2 separate regions of the Macaca mulatta genome follow, and region 2 is linked to region 1. Evidence: chromatin contacts called from public Hi-C data. All regions are on one chromosome and are shown on one strand. Each heading gives the region's core, a stretch centred on a gene start, on an enhancer-like site or on the middle of the called end of the contact. The rest is flanking DNA. Distances are from core to core; before and after follow the strand shown. Region 1 overlaps ACP7 (acid phosphatase 7, tartrate resistant (putative)). Region 2 overlaps LRFN1 (leucine rich repeat and fibronectin type III domain containing 1).

Region 1 (7,890 bases), core at 2,896-5,395:
CTCACCCCGCTTCCCTGCTTTGTGATGGCTATGCTATAATGTATTTAACTGACTCCCTGATGGGTGTTGGGATGGCTTCCGGTTCAGAGCTTTCACTGTAATGCTATAGTGGGCAGAGTCTTACACAGCTGTGTAGTTTTCTAGAAGTCAGAGACCTGGAGTAGGGAAGCCTGCCCAGGACAAAATGTTCAATTGCAAAGCATTATTGTGGCCAAGTCTTTTTGTTTTTGTTTTTGTTTGAGACAGTCTCACTCTGTTGCCCAGGCTGGAGTGCAGTGGCATGATCTTGGCTCACTGCAACCTCCGCCTCCCGGGTTCAAGCAATTGTCCTGCCTCAGCTTCCCAACTAGATGGGACTATAGTCGTCTGCCACTACACCGGGCTAATTTTTGTATTTTTAGTAGAGACAGGGTTTCACCATGTTGGCCAGGCAGGTCTCTGACTCCCAACCTCAATTGATCTGTCGTTCTTGGCCTCCCAAAGTGCTGGGATTATAGGCGTGAGCCACCGGGCCTGGTCTCTATGGCCAAGTCTGAACTGTCTTCCTTGAGGGCAGCAGGGTCCTGGGCTGGCAGGTCATTTCTGCTTCCCTGCGGGTCCTACACCTGCCCTGGGTCTGACCAGTTCTCCCTTCCCAGGGTTGTGAGGAGCGGCTGACGCCCTTTGCTGTCTTCCCGAGGCCCTGGAGTGCCGTGCGTGTGAAGGAGTACGGGTACACCCGGCTGCACATCCTCAACGGGACCCACATCCACATCCAGCAGGTGTCGGACGACCAGGTCAGTGAGGGGCAGGCCCGACTCATCTGACTGCACAGCCAGGCCCTGCCAGGCAAATGAGTTGTTAAAAACATGGACTCGGCCGGGCACAGTGGCTCATGCCTGCAATACCTGCAAGTTGGTGGGGCTAAGGCACGAGGATTGCTTGAGTCCAGGAGTTCAAGACCAGCCTGGGTAACATGGTGAGACCTAGTCTCTACAAAAAATACAAAAATTAGGCCAGGTGTGCTGGTTCACACCTGAAATCCTAGCACTTTGGGAGGCCGAGGCAGACAGATCACTTGAGGTCAGGAGTTAGAGACCAGCCTGACCAACATGGTGAAACCCTGTCTCTACTAAAAATACAAAAATTAGCTCCCCGTGGTGGCAGGTGCCTGTAATCCTAGCTACATGGGAGGCTGAGGCAGGAGAATCACTTAAATCTGGGAGGCGGAGGTTGCGGTGAGCCGAGATGGCGCCACTGCACTCCAGCTTGGGAGACAGAATGAGACTCTATCTTGGGAAAAAAAAAACAAAAACGAAAATTAGCCAAGTGTGGTGGCAGAAGTCTGTAGTCCCAACTACTTGGGAGGCTGAGGCAGAGGATCACTTGAGCCTAGGAGTTAGAGTTTGCAGTGAGCTATGATCTCGCCTCTGTACTCCAGCCTGGGCAACACAGTGAGACCCTAACTCAAAACAAAAAAACAAACAAATGTGGACTGTAGAACTAGAAACCTGCTCCTGCTACTTACCAGCTGAATGACCTTGAGCCACTCATCTAACTTTTTTTTTTTTGAGACGGAGTCTCGCTCTGTCGCCCAGGCTGGAGTGTAGTGGCGCGATCTCTGCTCCCTGCAACCTCCACCTCCCAGGTTCAGGAAATTCTCCTACCTTAGCCTCCCAGATAGCTGGGATCACAGGTGCCCAACACCACACCTGGCTAATTTTTCATATTTTTAGTAGAGACGGGGTTTCACCATGTTGGCCAGAATGGTCTCGAACTCCTGACATCAAGTGATCTGCCCACCTCGGCCTCCCAAAGTCCTGGGATTACAGGCATGAGCCACCATGCTGGGCCCACTTATCTAACTTCTTTGAGCCTCAGTTTTCCCGTCTGTGAGAGGGGATGATCATAGTTTCCACCTCACAGGACTACGTGGGGGTTGAAGGACTTATTATATATAAAATGCTTAGAATAGTGCAGAACTTGGTAAATTTTGTAGGTGTTTCCCATTGTGAGGCAGGGGAAGATAAAGATGGCAGGGTGGCACACAGGTGGGGGGAAATAATAAGATGGGTATGTGGTAGGGCTGGCTGAAGGTTAGGTGGACCCAAATAATAATGGCTCACCTTTCTTTATTTTTGCCATTGTAGTTTTTAAAAAATGATAATATTTATGATTTATTGAGCACCTACTGCATACCAGGCACTGCCTAGATGCTCTGTATTTAGTAGCATTTAATTTAATTAATTAATTAATTTATTTTTGAGACAGAGTCTCACTCTGTTGCACAGGCTAGAGTGCAGTGGTGCAATCTAAGCTCGCTGCAACTTCCACCTCCCAGGTTCAAGCAGTTCTCCTGCCTCAGCCTCCCGAGTAGCTGGGATTACAGGCACATGCCACCACACCTGGCTAATTTTTTGTATTTTTAGTAGAGACAGGGTTTCGCCATGTTAGCCAGGCTGGTCTTGAACTCCTGACCTTAGGTGATCCGCCCGCCTCGGCCTTCCAAAGTGCTGGGATTACAGGTGTGAGCCACCGCATCCGGCTCCAGTAGCACTTTATACACCAAAACAATCTCATAGGAGTGGATTTCCTCTCATTTTATAGGTGAGGGAACTGAGGCTCAGAGAGGGAAAGTAATTTTCCCAGGGTCACACAGCTGGAGGACAGCCGAGCTGGGATCCCATAGCTACCATTTATCAAGTGGCGGATGCACCGGGCGCAGACTTTGTGTGCATGATCTCACTCGGTTCTTGCCATGACTCTGGGCATCTATTACTTTGTGCATCGCATATGCTCAGAGATTCCAGCCACATGCTTAAGGCCACGTAGAGGATGGATGTGCTGGCCAGGCGCAGTGGCTGATGCCTGTAATCCCAGCACTTTAGGAGGCTGAGGCAGGTGGATCACTTGAGGTCAGGAGTTCAAGACCAGCCTGGCCAACATGGTGAAACCTTGTCTCTAGTAAAAAATACAAAAATTAGCCAGGCGTAGTGGTGCGTGCCTGTAATCCCAGCTGGTCGGGAGGCTGGGGCAGGAGAATGGCTTGAACCTGGGAAGCAGAGGTTTGGCAGTGAATCAAGATCGTGCCACTGCACTCCAGCCTGGGTGACACCGCAAGACTCTGTCTCAAAAAAAAAAAAAAAAAAAAGAGAGAGAGAGGGAAAGAGTGGATGTGCTGAAATATAAAGTAAGGTCTGTCTCACTCCAGAGTTTGTGCTCTAAGAATAGCCTCCACTTACATAGCCCTTTCCATATGCTGGGCTCTGTTTACACATACTATCTCATTTAACTCCCACAACATCTATGATGTGGGTACTGTTACTCTCCCCACCACTTTTCACATGAGGAAAACTGAGGCCCAGAGAGGTCTAGCCACTTGCTCGGGGTTGTACAGCCCATCAGAGGGCAAAGAGGGGATTGGAACCCAGGCCATCTGGCCCCAGAGTTCAAGCTTTCAGCTCTAACTACTGTCCCTGTTTTTGTCCCTCACAGGATGGGAAGATCGTAGATGATGTCTGGGTGGTGAGACCCCTGTTTGGCCGGAGGATGTATCTCTAGGGATGGGGGCAGCTCTCCTCCAGAAGCCTACGTTTTGCTGCCTTGGCTGCTGTGACCAGAGACTGCCCAGGCCTGGGTGGGGATTTGGGTGGGCCCTGACTCCCCTGCCCTCCAGAGGCCCCATGTAGGGTGCATGCAGCCCTATGGAGCTGGGGCAGCTGTTCCCTCCTGGAGAGGTGGGAGTCCTGGCTGGCTGTGGAGGGAGGGCAGGTGTGCAGGCACAGAGTGACACAGAGCAGGTCTCTGCTGGCAGGGCACCGCCCTCCTGCATAGCTCTGATCGGGCGAGGTGCCCACAGGGCTTCAGGCATCAAGGGGCTTAAGCCGTGGCTCCATGGACTCTGCGCATCTTCCGGGGATACCCCTGGGCTGCCTCCTGTCCTGCCCACTGGGCAAGGGCATCACCAGCCTTCCGTCAGCAAGGTGGCCACAACTGTCATGATACTACTCACCAGCAGGTGGTGTCGGGGACTTTTTCTTCTGAGCGCGGCATTGAGAGTTGGTCTGAAGCCTGGCTCCCGCTTCACTGCTCCAGGACTGCTACGGAGAGTCCCTTCGTGCCTCAGTTTCCCAGCCTGGCACCGTCTTATCCGGGAAGAGGAGACGTGTTAACACTCTTGCCTCCCAGCTAGGACAGATGATGAACCGCGAGAGCCCACAGACTTGCCAGTTCGTGCCCCCTTTCCTTCCTTTCTTTCCTGTCTTTTATTTATTGAATCATAATTTATCCAGCATCTACCATGTGCCAGGCTCTGTTCTCAGAGCTGGAGAGACAGCCATTTACAAGACAGCCATTTACAAGACAGCCCTCACAGAGCTGACACCCTAACCAGAGAGTTGGACAAAAACCGCGATAAATGAGTTGGTTAAATGGCGATTTGTGCATAGAAAATGCAGGGACAGTGAAGGAGTGGTTGCAGTTTTCAGGGGGATCTCACTGAGAGGGCAACATTTGATCCGAAGGAGGTGGGGAGGGAGCCAAGTGGGCAGACATCTGGGGAAAGAGCGTTCCAGGCAGAGGAATAGCCAGTGCAAAGGCCCTGAGACAGAAATGTGCCTGGCTGGCCGGGTACAGTAACTCACATCTGTAGTCCCAGCACTTTGGGAGGCTGAGGCGGGCGGATCACTCGAGCCCAGGAGTTTGAGACCAGCCTGGCTGACACGGCGAAACCCTGTCTCTACCAAAAATACGAAAATTAGCTGGGCGTGGTGGTGTGTGCCTGGAGTCCCAGCTGCCCAGAAGGCTGAGGTGGGAGGATGGCTTGAGCCCAGGAGGTTGAGGCTGCAGTGAGCCACGATTGCGCCACTGCACCCCAGCCTGGGCAACAGAGCAAGACCCTGTCTCAAAAAATATATGTAAATAAAAAAGTTTTAAAAAGAGAAAAATAAAACAAGGAAACGTGCGTGCCCTGTTGGAGTGTCCACGAGGAGGCCACTGTGGCTGGAGCAGGGAGAAGTGAGAGGGAGACCGAGCTTGAGGATAGGGCAATGGTGGGGACGGCTTTTACGGGGCCTTACAGGCCATGGTGAGGACTTTGGGTGGAGCCAGAGGAGGCTCTGAGCAGGTGAAGGAAGTGGTCGGACTCCACGAATCACAGGTAAAGGCCCCAGGGCTGACGGCTGCCCTGGGACCTGCGGGCTCCCAGCCCTGCCGGATGACCTGAGATCTATCTATTCCCCCATCACGGGCGTGGTTTCTGCCTCCGCAGATTTTATTCCCTCCCACCCACCCCTCACTTGGCCCAAGGCATGCAGGACTCCTAGCCGTTCCTGGAACACAGCCAGCTCTTTCTCACTGCGGGGCCTGGGTGCTGGCTGTCTGCCCCCTGTGTGCCCTCTCCCCAGCTCATCCCAGGCTGGCACCTTCTCAACCTCAGGTCTCAACCTCGGTGTCCCCTCCTCAGAGGCCTTCTCTGCCGACCCCAGCAAAAATATCCTCTGTTGCTGCCTGCCCCTTCCCCATTTTACTTCCATCTGTAATTCTCTCCTTGATTGGTTAACTTGTTCATTGGCTGTCTACACCCACAAGGCTAAGTCTGTGAGGGTGGTGACCCTGAGTTCGACACCTCTGCCAAATCCTCCCAGGCCCCTACTCAGGCTGGGCTGGGGACTCTGGGCTCCCCTGCAGTTCCAGTCCTGCCCATTCTAGGCCATCACTGTCTGGAGATAGGTCTCTCTGACTCCCCCACTGGACTTCAACCTCAGAAGGACGGGGCCCAGAGCTGCATCCCAGCATTGCCCAGCACAAGATAGATGCTTAATAAATATTGATTGCCTTAATGAAGGCCACTACATGCCAGGCTCCGGCCAGGCAATGCCAGGGACAGTGATGAATCGGCTACAGTCATGCCCTCTGGGAGCTCGCAGGCAGCCAGGGAAACACAGTTTACTCAACACAGGTGATGAGCAGTGAGAGAATCCCGTGGCGGGCCGGGCCAAGACCGTGAGGTCACAAGCTGGACAGTCATGGAGTGCTGTGGCCACTGACTGAACTGGTGCCCTGTGTGGGCCTGGCATGCCCTGTCCCGGGCTGGGTGAGGCTATGGACATGCCGGGAGGTGGCAACCTCCACAGAGGGCAGAGGTTGGACACTGGTGTCAAACAGAAACTGGTTCAAATCCCAGCTCTGCCAATTCCTGTGTGACCATGGGCAAGTCGGCAACCCTCTCTGAATCTGTTTCTTCATCTGTAACCCAAGAATGATAATATTCTGTGAGGCTGCCTTGGGGTTAAATGAGATTGAAAGCCTTGGGATCTATCTTGATTCCTCTTTTTCTCATGCTCCACATCTAAGTGTCTAGAAAATCCTGTTTGCCTTGCCTTCGAAATGGATCTAAACTCCTTTTTTTTTTTGACAAGGAGTTTCACTCTTGTTGCTCAGGCTGGAGTGCAGTGGTGTGAGCTCACTGCAACCTCTGCCTTCCAGGTTCAAGCACTTCTCCTGACTCAGCCTCCCAAGTAGCTGGGATTACAGGAGCGTGCCATCACTCCTGGCTAATTTTTTTTTTTTTTTTTGAGACGGAGTCTCGCTCTGTCACCCAGGCTGGAGTGCAGTGGTGCAATCTTGGCTCACTGCAAGCTCCGCCTCCCGGGTTCATGCCATTCTTCTGCCTCAACTCCTGGCTAATTTTTGTATTTTTAGTAAAGACGGGGTTTTACTGTGTTGGTCAGGCTGATCTCGGACTCCTGACCTCAGGTGATCCGCCTGCCCTGGTCTCTCAAAGTGCTAGAATTACAGGCGTGAACCACCATGCCTGGGTCAATCTAGACTCTCTACACTTTTGCCACCCCAAAGCTCCCACCCTGGTCCTGTCTACACTCATTTCCTACAGACTCCTTGGATTCCCTGCTCCCTCCTTGTCCCTGGAGTCTGTTCCCCACACACAACCAAAGGCACCTGTGAACACCTGCATCAGATCACATCCGCCCCGGCTCACAGATCTCCCATGGTTCCGTCTCAGGTCCACAAGGCACCAGACGATTTTACCCTGTCACCCCTCTGTCCTCATCCCCTTCAATCACCCCCCTCGCCCACTCTGCTGCAGCCACACTGGCCTCTGCGTTGGACTCACTGCCCACTTTTGCACTGGCAGGTCCCTCTGCCGGGGACACGGTTCCCCCAGGGATCTGTATGACTCCCTTTCTCCCCTCCCTCAGGTCCTTACTCAGTGCCACCCTCTCTGACCCTCTTGTTTAAAATAGCTCCACCTAACCCAAGGTCATCGAGTTCAGTGAAATAAGCCAGGCACAGAAAGACAAACCTCGCATGTTCTCACTCGCTTGTGGGAGCTAAAAGTCGAAACAATTGATCTCACAGACACAGCGAGTAGAAGGATGGTGGCCAGAGGCTGGGCAGGGTGCTGGGGGGCTGCAGGGGATGGGCTTTTTTTGTCTCTCTTTTTGGTTTTTGAGATGGAGTCTTGCTGTTTCGCCCAGGCTGGAATGCAGTGGCGAGATACCGGCTCACTGCAACCTCTGCCTCCTGGGTTCAAGCAATTCTCCTGCCTCAGCCTTCTGAGTATCTGGGATTATAGGCACCCACCACCACACCTGACTAATTTTTATATTTTTAGCAGAGACAGGGTTTCACCATGTTGGCCAGGCTGATCTCGAACTCCTGACCTCAAGTGATCCACCTGCCTCGGCATTCCAAAGTGCTGGGAATACAGGCGTGAGCCACCGTGCCCAGCCTTGGTTTTGTTAATGGGTTTAAAAAAAAAAAAATAGAATGAATAAGACCCACTATTTGATCACCCAACAAGGTGACTATTCTCAATAATAATTGCACAGTTTTAAATAACTCAAAGAGTGTGATTGGGTTGTAACACAAAGGATAAATGCTTGAGGGAAT
Region 2 (7,723 bases), core at 2,738-5,237, 210 kb after region 1:
CAGCCTGGGGTGATAAAACAAGACCCTGCCTCAAAAACAAAAAAAAACTACTGAGATGGAGAGACATGGCAAGGCCAGGGCTGTAACTCATAATGTACTATGGGCCACCACCTGTTGGATTATGAGCTCCCTGAGGACAGGGACTGGGTGGTTTCCCTGTGTCCCCAGCGCCCAGCTCAGGACAGCTTTGCACAAAGCAGGGGCTCTGTGCCTAATGAGGGCAGAGAAGGTGGAGAACAGAGAGGTGAAAGCCAGAGAATAAGGAGGTGATGGGAGAAAATAATTCTTTTTTCAAAATGTCTGTTGACACCATACGGTTTGTCCACACGAGGGCAATGGCTTCAAACCCAAGGGAGGGTGGAAATAACGTATTTTTCTCGTATGTTTTGTTTTCTGTTTCTGTAATGTACCCAATGTGTTGGTACGGTAGTACTGGTATATAATTTATAAATATAAATGTCACTGTAGGCCGGGTGCGGTGGCTCACACCTGTAATCCCAGCACTTTAGGAGGCCAAGGCAGGCGGATCACTTGAGGTCAGGAGTTCGAGACCAGCCTGCCCAACATGGTGAACTCCTGTCTCTACTAAAAATTCAAAACTTAGCTCGGTGTGTTGGTGGGTGCCTGTAATCCCAGCTACTTGGGAGGCTGAGGGATGAGAATCGCTTGAACTCGGGAGGCGGAGGGTTGCAGTGAGCTGAGTTCGTGCCACTGCACTCCAGCCTGGGCAACAGAGTAAGGCTCAGTCTCAAAACAAACAAACAAATAAATAAATGTCACTGTAAATGTGTGTGTGTATTTCACGCTCCAAAATGTTTAACTGAAGAGGTGCACAATCAGATTGCTTTGGGGAGCAGTGATATTGACCATGAGCCCCATGAGGCCAGGGTTCATGCTAAGCTCAGTCATTGTTAGGACTCCAGTGCCCAGCCCTGGTCGGGTTCATGTAGGTGCTCAGCGAATATTTTCTATAAGCATGAAAAATAGAGACAGTAAGAAATAGAGAGAGGAGACAGGGCACAGGAGGGCAGGGACAAGTCTCTCAGCCATCTAGAACCCTGGCTGAGCAAGAAGGCCAAGGGAATGGGCAGGTGGGAGAGAGGGTCCCCCTGGGCTTGGGAGGAGGCCCTGGGACTGCAGCACCCGCACCCACCTGTAGACGAGGGAGTCATCAACGGAGCTGTTGTACTGAACCTGGTACATGCGTATTCCGGGCACCGGCCTCTGGGCTGGCCAGCGGATGAGCACGGAGTTCGAGGTGAGCTCGGCTGCCACGAGCCGACGCTCAGCCACAGAATCATTGGCACCTGGTCGACCCGGCGTGGCGATGTCAGAGGAGCCGGGCTCGGTGAGAGGCGGCGGGGCAGCCGGCGGGGGTGCCATCAGAGGCAGAGGTACCACGCACACCTCCACGGGCGCCGTCGCTTCCCCAGCGGCATTGGAGGCGATGCAAGTGAAGGTGCCACTGTCCCTCAAGGTGGTGATGGTCACATCCAGCGTCCCGTCCCACCGGACCCGGGTCCGGCTGGAGTTCCCCAGCAGCCGCCCATCAGGTGCCACCCAGTGCACCACCGGCTCGGGGTCACCCACCGCTCGGCAGCGCAGGCTCACCGCCTGGCCTTCCACCACCAGGGCCCGGCCCCCCGCCTGCCGCGTGATCAGCGGGGGCTCACACAGGAACTCCTCCTCGGGGATGGACCAGAAGTAGCGGTCGGTGAGGTGTTCAGGCGTGGCGCAGGTCTCTAGGTCGTCCTCGCGCGTCAGCCGCCGCAGCCAGAGCAGCTCGCAGTTGCAGTGCAGGGGGTTACCGCCGAAGCTGACGGTCAGCGGCGTGGGCGGCTTGGGCCCGGTGCCCTGCGACCTCAGGAAGAGCCCATCGGGCGGGAGTTTATGCAGGCGGTTGGAGGTCATGTCCAGGCGGACCAGCTTGTGAAGCTGCACGAAGGTCCCCTCCGCGATGTGGTCGATGAGGTTGTGGTCCAGCGTGAGGGTGTTTAGGTTCACCATCTGGCCCACCGCCTCCCACGGCAGGGCCTCCAGGTTGTTGTAGGACAGGTCCAGGTCCTCCACGGTGGACAGGAAGGCGTCAAAGGCCGCCGACTCCACCCGGCGGATCTGGTTGTTTCCCAGGATCAGGTGGCGGAGATTGCCCAGGCCGCGGAGCTGGTCTCCGCGCACCTCCGCCAGGCGGTTGCTGTCCAGGTGCAGGGCCCGGAGGGCACGCAGGTCGGCGAAGGCGCCGGCCGCCACCTGGCCGATGGTGTTCCGGGAGAGGGTGAGGTGCACCAGGCTGGTCATGTTGGCGAAGTCTCGGCGGCGCACCGCCGCGATGAAGTTGTCGGTGAGCCGCAGCTCCACCACGCGCCGGTCGATGGCGGGAGGCACAAAGAGCAAGCCGGTCTTAGCACACAGCATGGTCAGTGTGGGCGCCACGTTCTGGCAGATGCAGCGGCCGGGGCAGGGCTGGCCACGAGATGCCCCCGCCCAGAGCAGCAGCAGAAAGGGCAGGGCGGCGGGCGGCGGCGAAAGGAGGGCCGAGGAGAAGGGTCCTGGAGCCATGGTGCAGTGGGAAGGCAGGAGGGGTGGGAGGTGAGACCTGCCGGGGAAGGAGCCAGTTACCTAGGCATGGGACTTGGCCGCCAAGGGATGTCTTGCTACGAGTCAGACCTGGATCCCTCCCCTACCCCTACAGCTGGGTTCCATAAGATGGTGAGAGGACCCATTATCAGCTATTAACAACAGATTACAACATTTCCATGCTGGGCACGGTGGCTCATGCCTGTAATCCCAGAACTTTGGGAGGCCGAGGCAGGCGGATCACCTGAGGTCAGGATTTCAAGACCAGCCTGGCCAACGTGGTGAAAACCTGTCTCTACTAAAAATACAAAAATTAGCCGGGCGTGGTGGCAGGCGCCTGTAATCCCAGCTACTTGGGAGGCTGAGGCTAGAGAATCGCTTGAACCGGGGAGGTGGGGGTTGCAGTGAGCGGAGATCGCGCCATTGCACTCCAGTCTGGGCGACAGAGCAAGACTCCATCTTAAAAAACAAATAAAAATAAAAATATTTCTATACTGGTTGATAGATTACCCCTGCCCCTACCTTTCGTGTCCCACCCTCACCTCTGCCCCTCCTGTAGTAGCTCCCAAACCTCTCATGATCTCCCAACCAGAGGGGTGACACCTGGCCCAGCCTGGGCCCTCCAGTACCCACTAAATATTCTAAAAAATCACTGTTAACTATGGTTTAAGGCCCTGGCTGTCCAAGCCATACTCCCTAGCTCCAAATCCCGGCTCTGATACTTACTAGCTGTGTGACCTCCAGCAAGTGTCTGAACCTCTCTGATTCTAGGTTTCTTCATCTGTAAAAGGGAGATAGAAACAGGCCTTACTGCTGTGAGGATTAAATGGATTGATGAACATAGCATACTTAGAATAGTGCCAGGCACATAAAATGTGCTTATTACATGTCAGCAATCATCATCATGATCATGAAGTGCTTAATATGTACCAGGCAGAGAACAGTGCCCTATTATTGAGAATAAGTACTTTGAAATCAAACGGACTCAGGTTCAAATCCTGGTTCCCCTTTTGCTAGCTCTGTGACCCCCAAGCCAACAATTTCCCCTAGCTAGGCTGTAATTTCTTAATCTGTAAATTGGGATGATAACTGTACCATCTTCATTCATGTACCACCGAACATGCCTAGCATACAGTAAGTACTCAATAAATGTTAAGGGTTTCCCCCCTCCCACCTCTGGCATTGGCAGGGAGAGTGTGAAAGTGGGAGGGACTGAGAAAAACACATCTGAGTCTTCCAGTTCAGCCTCAGGAAGTCCTTCTCTGAGGTCTGGTTTCATCCTGGGCTCAGCTGAGCTCCCAAGCAGGGCAGACTTTCATGCTCACATCTTTGGGTACACACAACACACACACACACTCACACACTCGCACACTCACGCTATGTCTCTGCTCCAGGCAAAACCTTCCGGCAGGGATTCCCCCTGCGGCGGCTGCAGCCCACGACATGTCAGTTCCCATCACAACACAGGGTGGGTGGGGGGTGAAGAGGAAAGGATGGGAAGGGGGCGTCCCTGAAACTGTTTTCACCCCACCCTGCCCTGGGTCCTAGCCCCTGCTGGCCTACCTCCTGGGAATCTGTGTTTGGGGCTATGGCCTTAGGTGGCTTTGATCTTCCTGGCCTTGGGGAGGGGGCCTGGGACTGAGACCAGGAAAGTCAGAGAGAGAGGTGAAGAGAGACAGGGAGAGATGAGGGGAGGGAGAAGTGGACTGGCAAAGAGAGAGAGAGACAGATTCGGAGAGAAACAGAGAGACAAAAAGACAATGAGTCTGAAAGGAAGGTGAACAGACAGAAAACTGAGAGCGAAGAATGAGACACAGAAAAGAGAGACACAGAGATGGAGAGAAAAATAGACACAGTATTAGAGAGACACAGACAGAAGAGGAAAGAGACAGCGACTAAGGGAGACAATGACCAGGCTGAAGGTGGAAAAAGAGGCTGGATCGGGGTGTCCTACCATCTCTGAGTTCACCCCAAACCTGTCCTTCGCTCCCTATAGATCACTACTCTATAATGTACTGGAAACTCTGGCCTAGAAAGGGGGACGCCAGAATTAGGAGCCCGAGTCTGCACCTGCTTGGCTGCGGGGTCGCCAGGGCTCAGAACCCCAGTCTATGAAACAGAAGTCCAGAGCCTCGCCTCCAACAGCTGGGGTGGGACTCAAATGGAGGGAATAATAATAGCAATGGAAATAGCTAACATTTATGGAGAGCAGTGCAGCACTGCAAGACAGAATCCACCCTACTGCCTGGGTTCAGACCTCACCTCCCCACTGTGTGACTTTAATAAAGGGACTTCCCCTCTCTGTGCCTCAGTGTGCTCATCTGTCAAATGGGAATAACAATGGCACCTACTTCATAAGGTTGCTATGAGGATTCAATGAGATAATATTTTATGACATGCTTAGAATAGTTCCTGACAAAGTAAACACTACATACATGGGAGCTGCTGCTATTATCATTATTATTATTATTACTATTATTATTATTAATTTATTATTTTCTCCAGCTTTCTCAGCCACCAGCAGGCCAGGCTATCAGGAGATCTTCCCACACCCATGCACACGCACACACAAAATGCAAAAACATATTCATTCAACCCTCTAAATGCAGGGATCATTTCATATCTTGATATATTCTTGTATCCTTTACTGATATCATGAGGAAACCCTGCTTTCCCAACCACCTTAACCATCCTAAGAATGAATGTCTCTTGGTGTAAAACCCCTACCTGCTCCCCAGAGCCACCTGGCCACCGCAAGCCCTCACCCAACTTTGATGTTCCTGACCTTGTCATCACTCCCCAGCCTTGGGAAGAGTGGTGGGCACCTGGTCCTTCAGGAAACTGTCATCCCCTGAACTGAAATCCATGCAAGGCAGGGTTCCAGACCCCCAGCTGGCTGACAGCGAGCCCCATCACCCCATATCTCTCTCTCTCTCTCTGAAGCCTTACGGCTCTACTCACCTCTCTTCAGGGAGTCAGGGCCTGGGCCAGCACCTGCAAAGGAACACAACCACCTTGTTAGCATCGTTCTGGCTCTTCTCTGGGCACCAGACCCTGCCTTGGAGACCATCCCAGTCAAGGAAGTCCCTGGTGTGATCACTCTCTCAGTCCTCCTGTGGCGGGGTTTGCATAGTCTCACAGGAACCCGGAAGTCCTCTCTGGAATCCTAGGAGATCAGGCCTCAGGGCTGTTCACCCTCAAAAGCCCAGGAGTCGAGGACTTTAGCCCTTTGTCCTCTGGGGTTTCAGGAGCCAAGAACCCTAGCTCCCTCCTCTCTGACCCAAGAGTCCAGACCAGACCCCTGGCCCTCCTTTAAAACCCAAGAGTTTACATCCCAGCCCCTCAACTACAAAGTCCTGAAAGGTACCAAGAGCTGGAGAAGGGCCCAAGTTGCCCATCCTTGCCATGATACCGTTGCCCACACCAACATGTGTGGCCATGTCAGAACCCACACAAGCCCACAACCCCAGTCTCTACATCTGGATTTCTATGAATACAGCAACATGATCTGTGTGCCCGCCGCCCTCTATGGGCATTTGGCCTGGCACATGGACACACTGTATCCAGGGACCCCAGCATACCAGAGGTCATGCCACATGGGCCTCAAACCCACTGAGCCCAGAAGTAGGGACAGCCTTGTGCCAGGGCACAGACACACGTGTCCTTCACATACATGTCTGAACACATACAACCCCACTCCCCAGAGACCAACACCAAAACACAAACAGACAACATAGATGGATACATACCCTCAAGGTTGACACACCTGCATGCAACAACACACGTACAAGACTGACTCTGCCATGCACGTTCACACACGCAAATGCACAAATACAACAGAGAAACTCATGTGCCCCCTAACAGACAACCAGGTACATGCATTTACAACAGATATACCTTGCACACTCACCAGCACACAGGGGCACACACACCTAACAAACACACACACACCTGCACAAAGACACACAAGTACACACTCTTAAATGCCCACACTCATACAACTTCACACATCTCCATGTTGCAAAGTTGATACAGCACCACGCCAACAGATAGACACCTCACACACATACACACACACACAGAACCACAAGCATACAGATAGGAGGTTGATCCACACTGGAACATGCACACAGGCACAAAAAGATCCACCTTTGCAGACACACCAAGGTGTTCACTCATAACAGACACATGCTCATACAACAGTCCTGTGATTTACACACTTAAAAATGCACAGAAAATACTGAACCACAGTAGCATAGTCAGTAGACAGGCCCAGATTCACACTCACACAGTCTTGGACACACATCCCTCTCAGCCCTGAGGCACCCCCCCACCACCCCACCTACTTACTTCCCAGGCCCAAGAAATCCCAACATCCCTCCAGCACATTCAGCATCCTCCCCCTCACACCCCAAAAAACCAGGGCACAAGCCAGGCCAGAGGTCAGAGTTCAGCAGGTGGAAACTCAGGATTTGGGGGCTTGAGTCCTAGATCACCGTTTCAAGGAGATCCTCCCACCAGCAGCCCCAAAGGTCCCCCAGCCTGGCCATCAGGATGGAGGTAACTCTGGCTCCATCTGCAGATGTCTGGATGGTGGGGGAATTAGGGTGGAGTGGGTGGGGAAGGGCCGGGTCTTCACCCCCCAACCCCCACCTCAGGGCCCATCTGTCCATTTCTCGGCCTCTCATCCCCCCTCCATCTGTCCACCTCCTGGCCGCCCATCCCCCCCCCAACCACCAGGAAGGGGAAGACATGGCCGCTTCCCCGAGGACCGCTAAGGACCCCCCAGTTGACATGGACCGAGGGAGCGGTGAACTCCCCTCCCCCAAATCCACACCGAGGCCTGGACCCACAAGGCGCCGAGCCTCAGCCACCAAGCCGGCAACCTGCCGTGGACTCACAGATACACACCCTCGGAGACATACAACCCGCAGACACACACACACACACACAAATGGACACCCGAGCGGGCACACCCGGCTCCACAGACCCGGGGATGGACATCCAACCCGGACACAAACACCCAGCGCAGCTAGCCGCGCACGCACACGGGCTTGGGGGGACCCACACCTGGGCACACAACCCACGCACACACACACCTGCACACAGCCCCTCCGATGGGCGCGCGACAGCCCCCAGACACACA

Evidence for each region. A called contact is a pair of places that touch in the nucleus more often than the background predicts.
Region 2: a Hi-C map of round spermatid shows a contact between it and region 1, with 2.9 times the contacts expected there. The contact joins two enhancer-like sites. A contact is called at or near these places in 9 of 14 Hi-C or Micro-C datasets (CD4 T cells, blood, cortical neurons and 5 more).

Annotation. Positions count from the first base shown.
Region 1 is chr19:50,198,961-50,206,850 of T2T-MMU8v2.0, forward strand. ACP7 (acid phosphatase 7, tartrate resistant (putative)) reads left to right here. Exons shown (of 14, transcript XM_077982698.1): 13 at 639-776; 14 at 3,475-4,942. The coding sequence ends at 3,540. Among named protein-coding and RNA genes, the nearest start is that of PAK4, 14 kb to the right of the region's middle. Within about 2 kb of position 4,146, at least 6 of the 40 cell types and tissues checked have an H3K27ac peak or open chromatin away from gene starts, as enhancers often do.
Region 2 is chr19:50,408,559-50,416,281 of T2T-MMU8v2.0, forward strand. LRFN1 (leucine rich repeat and fibronectin type III domain containing 1) reads right to left here. Exons shown (of 5, transcript XM_077982640.1): 2 at 5,539-5,571; 3 at 3,304-3,358; 4 at 1,154-2,596. The coding sequence starts at 2,559. Among named protein-coding and RNA genes, the nearest start is that of IFNL1, 21 kb to the left of the region's middle. Within about 2 kb of position 3,988, at least 3 of the 40 cell types and tissues checked have an H3K27ac peak or open chromatin away from gene starts, as enhancers often do.